3 separate regions of the Mus musculus genome follow, and regions 2 and 3 are each linked to region 1. The links are chromatin contacts, called in public HiChIP or PLAC-seq and promoter capture Hi-C maps. All regions are on one chromosome and are shown on one strand. The core of a region is the stretch at or near the end of the contact, and the rest is flanking DNA. Distances in the headings are between cores, read along the strand shown. Region 1 holds the start of 1700066B17Rik (RIKEN cDNA 1700066B17 gene). Region 2 holds the start of Il18rap (interleukin 18 receptor accessory protein). Region 3 holds the start of Il18r1 (interleukin 18 receptor 1).

Region 1 (3,751 bases), core at 716-3,215:
TGCCCACAAATGAGCTGTATGAGGATAGTCAGGGCAAAGCAAATGGGCACTACAGTCACTCTACACCGTGTCCTGTGCAGGAGCAGAAGTCGGTCAAGAAATCGGCAAACACTGGCCCAAGAAGCTGGGCTTAGATGGTGAGACGTGTGCAGATCCTTAAGGCTTAGAGCAGAGGTGTCAAGGTATCATGCCTTGGGTGGGAGAAACCTAAGATGTTAAGGGGTACATAATACAAGAAAAGGTGGGTGTAGGGGTGTGTACAGGGGCCGTGGTAGCTCTTGAGTGCTCTGTTGAAGGGCTCCTCGGTGAATTTTGTCCTCTGACATCATTATCTAAAGTTCTAAAGACATTTTTACTAATGAAATAGGTTTTCACAAATACTGTATTAAACAGCAATTATGCAGTCAGTCTTTGAAAGGGACAAATGGAATGTCTGGTCACAGTGTCAGGCAGAGGAAAGAGGGGACTGGAAAGGTTGTAGGGGTCTTAGGTGAAGACAAGGGAGCCCGAGTAGGCACTGCTCCGTAGCCTGTGGGAACTGCCAGCACTCACTGGGACTGGGAGCACAGTGGAATCAGGCTCAGAGCGCAGGTGAGGACTGGGAGCTGCATTTTATTTCGAAATCACAACATCTCATTAGTCCTTTTCCCCGACACCTTTGATGTTTTCATGAGATATATTACTTTTTGCAATTAAAAAAAAAACCATTTTGCTTGATAACTATACACCCAGCTTTTAGATGGGTATAAGAAAGCAATATTTAAAAGGACCAAGGATTTGAATGAGATTGACCATGGCTAGGGATGACATTATGCCTTTTTCTTCCACCTCCAAAATCCATGTGTTGCGGCGATGCCCATCTCCCGTGTCCCAGAATGGAGTTCATTTAGAGAAAATGAGTTTACAGAGATGATTAAGACAAAGTCATTAGGGAGAACTAATCTAATATGATTAGTGTCCTTATAAGAGAAGGAAATTAGATACATATATAAACGGAGGTAGAATACAAGGCCACAGGAGAAGGCCCACCATCTATAAATCAATAAGACAGCCTACAGAAGAAACCAGCTGCTATAGTTCAGAGATGACTTGAGTGTCCTCCTCAAAGGGTCATGTGTGGGAAATTTGGTTCCCAGTGTGGCAGTGTAAGGTGGTTGAACCTTTAAGAGGTGGGGCCTATCGGGAGGTGGTTAAGTTTTTGTGGATGCTGCACTAGGCAGGGATTGATAGAGTTGTGACACTCTGGTCAGGTCCTTGGAGATCAAGCTATAGAGCCTGAATTTCTCTGATTTCGGATCTTGCTATCCGATTTCAGCACATGTTCCTGCAGGGAGGCCCTCACCAGAGCTGAGTGACAATCAGGGCTGTGCTCTTGGACTTGAAGATGTATGAGTTAAATAAAACCTCTTTCTTTACAAAGAACCCAACACCAGGCAGTTTTGTGGTTTTTTTTTTTTTTTTTTTGTAGCAGTGGAAAATAGACTGATATACCAACACTGATGCCATCTTGGACGTCTAGCTTTCAGAGTGGGCAGAAAGCCAATTGTTTTACAATTGTCTTCAGCACCCTGTGATAGTGTGCTATAAACTAGCACCGCCATCTTGCTTTAGAGCTGCAACCTTCCTAATGCTGTGATACTTTCATGCAGTTCCTCATGTTGGGGAGACCCCCCCCCCCAACCATAACATTATTTTTGTTGCTACTTCATAACTGTAAACCTGCTACTGTTACCAATCATAATGTAAATATTTGATATGCAGGATATCTGATATGCTATCCCTATGTAAGGGCTGTTTGGCTCCAGAGGGGCCACTCAGCCAACAGGTTGAGATCTACTGCTTTAGAGGCATAGGAAGATAGAAAAAGCTTTTGGAGATAGGTATGGTGAGGGTGGGGGAGGGGAAAACAGGAAGTGAAGTCACAATATCAAAGGGCATCTCCAACCTGAGGAGCGGTGGTCTGTAGACATCATTACACAGAGGCCGGTGAGAGCATCAGCTCCCAGAAAGCTTCCTGGACTTAAAATCAGGAAGTCGCTGTGACCTTTGAGATGACGCCACTGTTCCAGCAGGGGAAGTCCAGGCACACTGGCTTAGGGAGGGACGCAATGCCACAGTCACGTCTTGATGGCAAGACGTTTCATGTGAAGGCTAGGGACAGATAGGACAGTAGTTACAGGGGCAGAACTGAGAGAGAGCTTTTAAAAAGTGGTTTTACTATTATATCTTAATTGCACATAATAATTGTTTTCATTGTGCATTTTGATCACTTTTATCCCCTCAACATCTTGTCCCTCCCACCCTCCATTAATCCCGTTCCCCTTCTCAACTAGTCCACCTTCTAACCTCATCCCCCCTTCCTTTATTTCATGACCCAGTAAGTTTCATTATTGTTATTTACAGGAGCGCCGGGTTGTTGTTTGTGGGAGCATGGGTGCCTTACACCAATGAAGAAAATATCTTTCCTTTCCCTGTCGACTGTCAGAGAGAGAACGTTTTTAAAGAGTCGGGGAAAGTCCAGGGGAAGCCAAAGACTAGGAGGAAGGGAGGAAGGGGGAGGAGAAAGAGGAGAAAGGGAGGGGGAGGAGAAGAAGGAATGGGGGGAAAGAGGAGGAGGGACCAGAAAAGACCCTGGTGTCTAATCTACCTTTGTTGAAAAAGTCACAGGACGAAGGCAGGTCTGAGGATAGGGCTGGGGGTGGGGTGGGGGTAGGAGAAGGAAGAGGTGCTGTGTGGCATCCCCATTCTGAACAGAGTCTCCCAGCCCTGGACTGCTCCTTTCCTTTAGCCTCCCCTGGCTTGCTCTGATCTCTACTGTTACTGAGTTTAGGAGGTTCTAGGTCTATGCCTGGCTCCCAATGTTTGAGCACCAGCATGTATTACTCAAGGGCTTCCCTAGCTGCTGAACAGGGGCCAGACCATGTTGAAGTCAGCACCGAGGCAAACACACAAACCTTTGAGGTCAGGGATCTGGGCATCCAGAGGAGACCCAGAGCATATTCTTGTTCACCTCGCTCTCCAGCAAAATGCTCCAGTGGTTTTTCCTGGTTGGGCCTCTCTGGGTTCAGTCCCCAGGCAGACCCTTTGTTTTCTTAGGCATTGGTTGCAGAATTACTGGCAGGCTGGACTCTAGGACATTGCCTCCCCCGCTTAGTGGTTTTGAAACTTTCAAAGAGATAGTTCAGTCCATCTTTCAAATAACATTCCAGAAATCCCTAAAATATCAAATGGCTAACGGTTTGTGTTACACATATATATTCCCACTATAGCCTCAGCTTATATTCACACACCATAGAGCCCAGTAATGTGAACCGAGAGCAGCTTTACAGATGGAAAAATGTAGAAGGGTTATGGGAACCTGGCACCGTCTGAAGCCAGCCTTGGGGTTCAGATTATTTTTAGAGTTTATTTTGGTCACACTGTAATGAGAAATTCCTCCTTCACACAGATAAAGGATTATATAAACCATAACAATTAAAAAAAATAGTCAGCCTTGCAACCTTGAAATATTTCTGTAAGTCATCAGAGAATGGCAGGGACCTGATATCTCCCAACGTCTTTACAACGAACTTGTTTTGTAACATACCTATTGGTCTGCAGTGAGGATACGTTGAGAGCCATTATGCTACGGTATGAAAACAATTTAATATATCTTAAAGATGAAATTTGAATAAAATGTTTGTAAAAACCTAAGTGATGTTTCTCAAGGCATCAAGAGCCACCTTGAGAGAGCTGGTTGTGCTGGCACACA
Region 2 (3,751 bases), core at 805-3,304, 670 kb before region 1:
CTGTCAACCGTGGACCAAGTATTCAAACATCCCAGTCCACAGGGACAATGGTCAAGCCACCTTTTTAGCAAAGGTACACACAGACTAAATCTGAAACAATAAAAGCCAACACACAAACAAATAAAAGCCAGGCAAATTGAAGCAAAAATATAAACATGAATAGTTATATTTATATCTAAGAAATTAGACCCCATGTCATACTAAAAGAAAGTTAATACACATTATTAAACAAAGTAATTCATCAAGAAAACAGAATCACTGTAAATGTGCTGAACACTGGGGTACCAGATTTCAGCTAAAAAACAGTACTGGACACAAACAGATTCACTCAGCTACAAAAAGAGAAAATGATTTGGATATCCCATTTTTTATCAATCCAGATAAAACATCAACAAACTTGGGCATTAACCAGTACCACAGCTCAAGTGGGCTTACTAGACATCTATAAAATATTCCAACTAAAATCTTCAGAATATACAGTATTCTCAGCAGTCATGGTAGCTACCATTATTGTTTTTGTCCACAGACCAGCCAAGAACAAAGCCATTCTGAAAAGTCCATACTTCAAGCCCTTGCCTCCCAATGTCTGTTTTTAAAAGACTACACAATCTCATTCTACCATTACCCAAATGCATCAGGAATTCCAAAGAGATCATCCAAGAGTAGAGCATCGTACTTGTTGAGCACTGGCCAACTTAAACCAACATGGCTGCCAATTCTGCATATGGGAGTAAAAATGACTGACAGATACCAGCAAATGTAAAACTCAAGTTTGTCATTCTGTAAAACATGTGTGCTGTCATTCTTATTGTCCCAGTAGAAAACCAAATGTTGCATCACTCATAGCAACGGTGCCCGTTATGAAACAATGACCACATACCTGTTCAGTAGTAGAAGGGAGAATCATATCTGGAGGAAGAGGGTTTCAAAGTTTCTCATCTTGCCACCACTATTCGCCTTCTCTACAGAAGGAGGTCGGAGGCCGGTGAGATGATCTGAAGATCTGCAAGGTCTCTTTCCTAAAATTTTCCAGAAGGCTTTTATTTAAAAATTCTCTCTTTTTCTCAGAAGCAGAAAAAGTTAGCCTGAAGTTATTCAAAAGATACCCAATTTGACCATATTTTAGAGTAATAATGAGCTAAGTTTTTCAAAGAACAAAGCTTTTGCTGGGAGGAGAAAAATGAAAGCTGTGAATGAATCACCAGGAAGCCTCTCAGTCCTGTGCACACCCTTAAAGTACAAATAAAAAAGAGATGCTATGGCCTAGTCTAATAATTGCAGTAGTCAAAGAATACTGATAATGCTCACATGGTCCATAGCAGCTTGTTCAGTGCTTGCCTCCAAAGATGGACAAGTAATGTGGCCATTCAGATTTGACCCGCATTTGATTGAATCCCTCTATAATCCTTTCAATAAAATGTAAGAATCACTGTTTAAAACAAAGGTTTACTTTGTAACTAGTCACTTATACAAGTTAAGGTTAAAACCGACACTGAGATACAAATGTTGCTGCCTAATAGCACACCTGTGATTAAAAATATTCCACAAAAAGCAACTCTTTAGCAATTCACTTTTTAAGTCCTTTAAAAATATATATTAGGGGTTAAGGAATCTAGGGAAAGAATATTCTGGTCTCTTACCTTTGTTTCCTGCTCTTACATACACAACAAATAAAGAAATTCAAGTCTTTATGTCAGTGAATGCCAGCTTGTGCATCTGAAAAAAAAAGTGTGAAAAACACCCATTTTCAAAGGGTTCTGCTACATTTTTTTTTCTTAGCAAGAGAGTTACTTGAAGAAGATTTAAGGACTATCCAACCCATACAGTTTTGAAATAATAAGTTATACCTGGACAGAAAAGGACAACCTTGGAATTTTGTAAAGGACCTCTGGTGTTGGAAAATGCCCAGTCATAACAAAGGAGAAATGAAGTAAACTACCTTTATCCACGGAAGAAAACTCCTGAAATAAAGCATTCAAAGCTGTCCTCTGGCCAGCCTCCTTGACAAGAAAGGGGTTGTGGTTAGGTTTAGTTGAAATGGTGAGTAAGCCTGCTTCCTTTACAGGAATTTCCTGTACCAAATGTTAACATTCGACACGGTTTCTCAACAGGGGAGTTCTTTTTTACTTCCTCCTCCTCCTCTTCCTCCTCCCCCTTCTTCTAAAACAAGCACTGCCAACCTTGCCTTTCATTTCAAACCTAAAGGCTTTCTTCTGATGAACTCTCTCTCTCCAGCATCACTTTTACAGAGCAATAATTTATCAATGAGGAGAGTGATATAACCGTAGCTTTGAAAGGCTCGGAGGCTATGCTTGTGCACCGTGGAATGCCTAATTAAGAACTGCACTGTAATTAAAACAATTTAGAGGACCGTGAGACCACACTAGTCCCAAAGCCTCTTAATTAAACGGAGCCTATTCTCCCCATAAAGACAAGCTGAAGCAGCGGGGCACAGCAAACCATGGGGATTGTTTCAGCACAAGGCTGGAGAAGAGCATAAAATAAAAGCAGAGCCCAAGTTCATGTCAGAGTGGGGGCAAGGTAAGTGTTGACCTGAGGTGAAGGTGAAAATCTAAGAGAAGAGTTAGCAACTGAGGGCAGGTCTAAGCCAATAAATAAATAGATAAATAAATAAATAAAATCATGTATTCATGCTAATTGTGGAACTAGCTCAAATCCCAAAAGGATTTGAGGTTTTCCTACCACCTATTGCAGGTTCAGAGGAAAGCACATGAGGGCACATGAGCTTAGACTCCCAGGGTGTGACAGGGACAGCCCAGTAATCCAAAATCTAAATGGGATTAAAGGAGGAATACTGAGGATGAAGGGGAAACGGATAGACCAGGCATTGTTCATGATAATGGTTTAATTCAGGCTGAGGTACATTCAGAGTGCCTGGGCGTTGGGAGTGTCCTTATCAAACCTCAGAGATCTGAATATAGACCTTAAAGTTAAGCCCAAAGTTACTGCCAGTGTGGTCTCCTGAAGTGAATTCATCAACAGCTTTTCCTTCGAAGCTTAATGTGTCCTTTATAAACTGTTTTTGGAAGAGAAAAGCAGGACATCATGAACCACAGGAGATTTGGGATCAGATGAAGGTCTTAGTCACCACAGGAAACTCAGGCTTTAACACTTGGTACAAGTAAAATCATTGCGGAGCACCCTCATGAATAGAGAGAGCTGACCTGTGGAACAGAAGAGGAGACAGTGTAGAAACAAGTCTAACTGTGTGTGGAAATTTTTAAAAATAGGAAAGAGCATCACAAACTAGACGTAGTGTGGTAACTTAGGTCGCCCTATGGAAAACTACGCAACAAATTCTCCACTCGCACCACACAACAGACTATGTTCCAAATGGACTCAGATCTTTTTACTTAAATTTATTTTTTTAAATTTTTTAATGTTTGCAAATAAATTAAAGTATAATTACAACACGTTTCCTCTTCCCTTGGCATTCCTCTTATCTGATTATTATGCCTGCTCATTATCCCCGTCACTGGTTGGCCTTTCCCTCAATCTCTACTCCATCTTTATCATGTAAGGCAAGAAAAATTTTGGGTCAAAGATTTTGTGGTGGGTTGATGTCCCCCTCACTCCACTGGAAGTCCCACCTGGCTACTGGAAGTGGCCACTTCAGTCTCCTTATCTCCAACTGTTAAGAGCCTCATCTAAGGTCACTCTCATAGCCTCTTCTATCTCAGATCTCCAGCTAATACCAGAGATGACCCACACTGATTTTTATCTCTTTTCC
Region 3 (3,751 bases), core at 875-3,374, 620 kb before region 1:
ATGCTGCCCACTAAACACACACGGGAGGCAGCCTGAGCCCTTGACTCTTCCACATTCCCAGCTGATTCCAGTGTACAAACAAATGGAAAGCCACCAATCTATAGGTCTTGCCTGTGCACTCAGAAAAGTACATTTCTTATTAGACACATTCAGTTCATAGTTGACATAAAAAATATAAAATTAATCCATATGCAAGCATGTATGTGTGTGCTCATAAATAGAAAGGATAGTTACAAACTTAGTTGCCCAATGACATAAACTTTTCTCTAGATTAAATTAAGTGCTCTTCCAAACGTTTTGTGATCTGGAGGCATAGGGTGAAGGCCAGATGCAAGGTGACAAGTATCTCTGTCCCCCAAGACAAGGGAGTCCTTTCAAAGGATGTCAATGTGGTCATGTCCTTAGGTCCTGAGTTTCTGTTCTGTCCTTTTGGGTCCTTACCATGAGGAAACTGACCACATTCTAGTAAAAACAGTTCATCTGAGCACATAGATACTAAGCTCCTTAAAGCTTCCAGGTAAACACACACACACACACACACACACACTCACGTCCATACACACTCAGTTTCTAAGGCTGGGAGAGTGGGAAACAACTAAGCTTGTGACAGTTGAGTTTCAGTGACTCACAGGTAAACATGTCACCTCAGGGACAGTCATTGCTTAACAAAACATGACCCTGATGTATCCCTCACACTGCTTTGGTGAATTATGACACCCAATGAGGTTTTTCTTTTCCTCGCTGGGACCGCCACTGAGCTGGGCTCTCCATGACTCTTTTTAAACACGCAGTCCCTTTTGCTACAGTCTCCAATGGGTGTTTTACTTCATCTGCAGAAAGGCGAATCAGTCTGGTACAACCAACAAAAATGATCTTGAATACACCCTTGCACTTCTGCTTTAAGAAAAAAAAAAAGGTGTGCACATTTGACTTTCCATCTGTAAGGAAAGGAGAGTCATTGCTACCTCACGACACTTAGCGTAAAAATGCCTGCTGCTATTATCTCCATTTTCCAAAATGTGCCTTCACAAACATGGATCCGGACATGAAGACCATGTTCCCTTTCCCCCCCTCCCCCTCCTCTGGGACCCTATCGTCCTTGCAATATGACACGATGTTTGGCATTGTCAGGAAGCTTGCCAGTTCAGGCCAACCCTAACACACAGCACTTCCAGGGCTCCTGGACCAACCTCCACTTCCTGGTGAGGTACCCAGGAGAAGGCTCTCTGCTTTTCCATAATGTGTGCCTAAGGCAGATATTCTTGTGACTGCAGTGTGTGTGTGTGTGTGTGTGTGTGTGTGTGTGTGTGTGTGTGTGTGTTTGTGTGTGTGACTCACGAGTGTGTGCACAAGAGTGTGAGTGTACATGCATGTGTGTGGGCGCTTGTGCATGCATCAGTGCACACATATGTACATGCATGTACTCATGAGGGAGAGTGAACTATTCCCCAAATCTGCATAAATGGGTCATTCACTGATGCGATAACTGAAGATGTTCTTAGATAAATTTCTGAATATTTCTCCCCTCACACCATTTATTAAACCTGATATTGCCTGTTTCATTTGTCTCCTAAGAGGATTAAGCAACTAAAATACAGCACACCTGTGTGTATTGTCAGCAGAGGGTAAGAGCTGAACAAATCAACTGTTGCTGTGTTTTAGCTGTTCATACCTCTCTACAAAGAACATATACATTTGTACTCACTAGTTATACACACACACACACACACACACACACACACACACACACATACACACCACTCACAATTGACCTTGTTTTCAGGATCGTTGTGGGTGGTTCCTCTCCTTGCTCCAGACAGCAGAAGACAGTGAGGACTGGACATCAGAGTCTGCCCTTACCTTCAGAGAGGTGGCCCACACACAGGCCTGGGCAGTGGCTTCTCCTTCACTTACATCTGTGAAGCAGGATTCGCCCAGCAAGTGAGACTAAATACCTCCTGGTCCACAACTGTGACAACAGACAGGGAGGGAAGGCACAGTGAGGCAAGGCCAGGAGCTTGATTAGAGAGATTTGGCAAACCAGAGAATTATCGCAGGAAAAAAAAAAAAGAAGAAGAAGAAGAAGAAGCCAACGACCGGGGGTAGGGAGGTGGAGGGCTGGGAGAGGAAGATCAGAATAAGAAGAAGAAAGGAAAAGCTAAGGTTTCAGGTGGGCACCGCCTGGGATGGGAGGAGCTCCTAAGAGCTGGGGGACTGAAGCCTAGGGCGCTACAGGCTGCTCCACCCAGGAGCGCTCAAGCTTTCAGTTCTGGGAAGACCTGTACTCCTGGCAGGGTTTCTCTGCATGTCCCTGCTCACCTAAGAGCTCCACAGTTCCCAGAACTAACCCCGACACCCCACCGCTGAGGCGATAGAGCCCCTGGAGTTCTCCTGCCTGGATCTCAGCTGACTCCTCCGCCAGACCTCCAGGGAGGCACAGCCACCGCCTTTGGCTTCCCGGAACCTGCAGCCTGTCTACTCAACCACAAGAACCACCTGTGTGCCCTGTGCGCGCCACACCCTTCAGGCAGAGGGCGCTGAGAACCCAGGACTCCTGCACTGCGGGAGGAGAGTCCTTGAGACTGCCAGGCTCGCAGAGCCAACATAGTGCCAGCCAGCGCAGGATGCCCAGCCTCCTGGATGGGTGGAAAGCCACAATTGGGAAGTTATAGTGAGATTTTAAACTGTTCAAAAGAAACGAAGGCCAAACAGTATTTCTAGATTTTTTTTTTTAATAAGCTAGAACTCTTCAAACACACATGAAGAAAACACACAAGGAGTCAATGGCACAATTATTTTTGCCCAGTGAAAAATAATTTGTCATACAATAATAAATAGGAAAGGCATAACATTTTGATACATGGAAAACAAGCATTTAACAAACTTCAACACTCTTTCTACCAGAACTCACAAACTGGACAGTAGGACGGCTCCTTCCCTTCCTAATCTAATACAGAGATGGCTACAAGAGGCAACACGAGGAAACGCTTTGTTTACCTGTAACTGGTAAGCAAATAAGGTCAGCTCTGCCTGGACAAGCACTTTGAAGAAATGAGGGGAACAAAAGTAGAAATGGGAGAAAGCCCCACAGAAGACATTTTTACATGGATCATGCTTTGAACCTTTCAAAACAGTAAAATAAAACTAATATTTTGAGTTTAGCAAAAGCATCAAAGCATATGTGTGTTCATTACAGAAAAATCTATTATTTCTTCCCTTTCTTCTTCCTTCTTCCTTCTTTCCTTTCCTCCTCCTCCTCTTCTTTTTCTTTGTTGTTGTTGTTGCTGCTGCAGCTGTTGCTGTTGTTGTTAGGACAGGTTTTCTTTTTGTAGCTCTGGTGTCCTGGAACTAACTCTGTAGAGCAGGCTGGCCTCAAACTCACAGAGATCCACCTGCCTCTGCCTCCCAAGTGTGCCATGCTGCCCAGCTCAATTACATGCAAATAGTTTAGACTTATCAGAAGAATCTCGGGAACAAATAATAATTCTCTTTAGTCATTTTCCATGGATGGAGCAGCAGGCATGAGGAAGCAACTATTCCCAGGGATGAGATTGGAGAGAATTTCATTTTTAGAGGTCTTCATTCAGCACAATCATGGAATACACACTCAAACTCACACGGCTCACAATGAGATTTCATAATCACCAACATTAATATTTATCCAGTTCTTTCTGAAATCCGAATACTTCTATTTTCAGTTAGCAAAGAATCCAGCACGTTACTATGTTCCATCCAACCTAAGAAAAATTAC

Evidence for each region. Promoter capture Hi-C pulls out the DNA fragments that hold promoters and counts their contacts. HiChIP or PLAC-seq counts read pairs in DNA pulled down with a chosen protein or histone mark.
Region 2: a promoter capture Hi-C map of the HPC-7 cell line shows a contact between it and region 1, with 3 times the contacts expected there. The contact joins the promoter of Il18rap here to the promoter of 1700066B17Rik in region 1. A contact is called at or near these places in 9 of 39 promoter capture datasets (the 3T3-L1 cell line, the HPC-7 cell line, HPC-7-derived erythroid cells and 5 more) and 1 of 115 datasets of contacts at active chromatin or transcription factors (thymic regulatory T cells).
Region 3: a contact with region 1 is called in an H3K27ac HiChIP or PLAC-seq map of thymic regulatory T cells, with 4 times the contacts expected there. The contact joins the promoter of Il18r1 here to the promoter of 1700066B17Rik in region 1. A contact is called at or near these places in 2 of 39 promoter capture datasets (liver and pre-B cells), 3 of 115 datasets of contacts at active chromatin or transcription factors (memory CD8 T cells, regulatory T cells and thymic regulatory T cells) and 1 of 9 other capture datasets (adipose tissue).

Annotation. Positions count from the first base shown.
Region 1 is chr1:39,845,544-39,849,294 of GRCm38.p6, reverse strand. 1700066B17Rik (RIKEN cDNA 1700066B17 gene) reads left to right here and starts at 1,965. Exons shown (of 5, transcript NR_040465.1): 1 at 1,965-1,986; 2 at 3,449-3,630.
Region 2 is chr1:40,513,665-40,517,415 of GRCm38.p6, reverse strand. Il18rap (interleukin 18 receptor accessory protein) reads right to left here and starts at 2,054. Exons shown (of 13, transcript NM_010553.4): 1 at 1,940-2,054; 2 at 1,641-1,716; 3 at 881-1,019.
Region 3 is chr1:40,464,379-40,468,129 of GRCm38.p6, reverse strand. Il18r1 (interleukin 18 receptor 1) reads right to left here and starts at 2,124. Exons shown (of 11, transcript NM_008365.2): 1 at 1,773-2,124. It overlaps Il1rl1 (interleukin 1 receptor-like 1), which reads right to left. Exons shown (of 11, transcript NM_001025602.3): 11 at 2,715-3,751.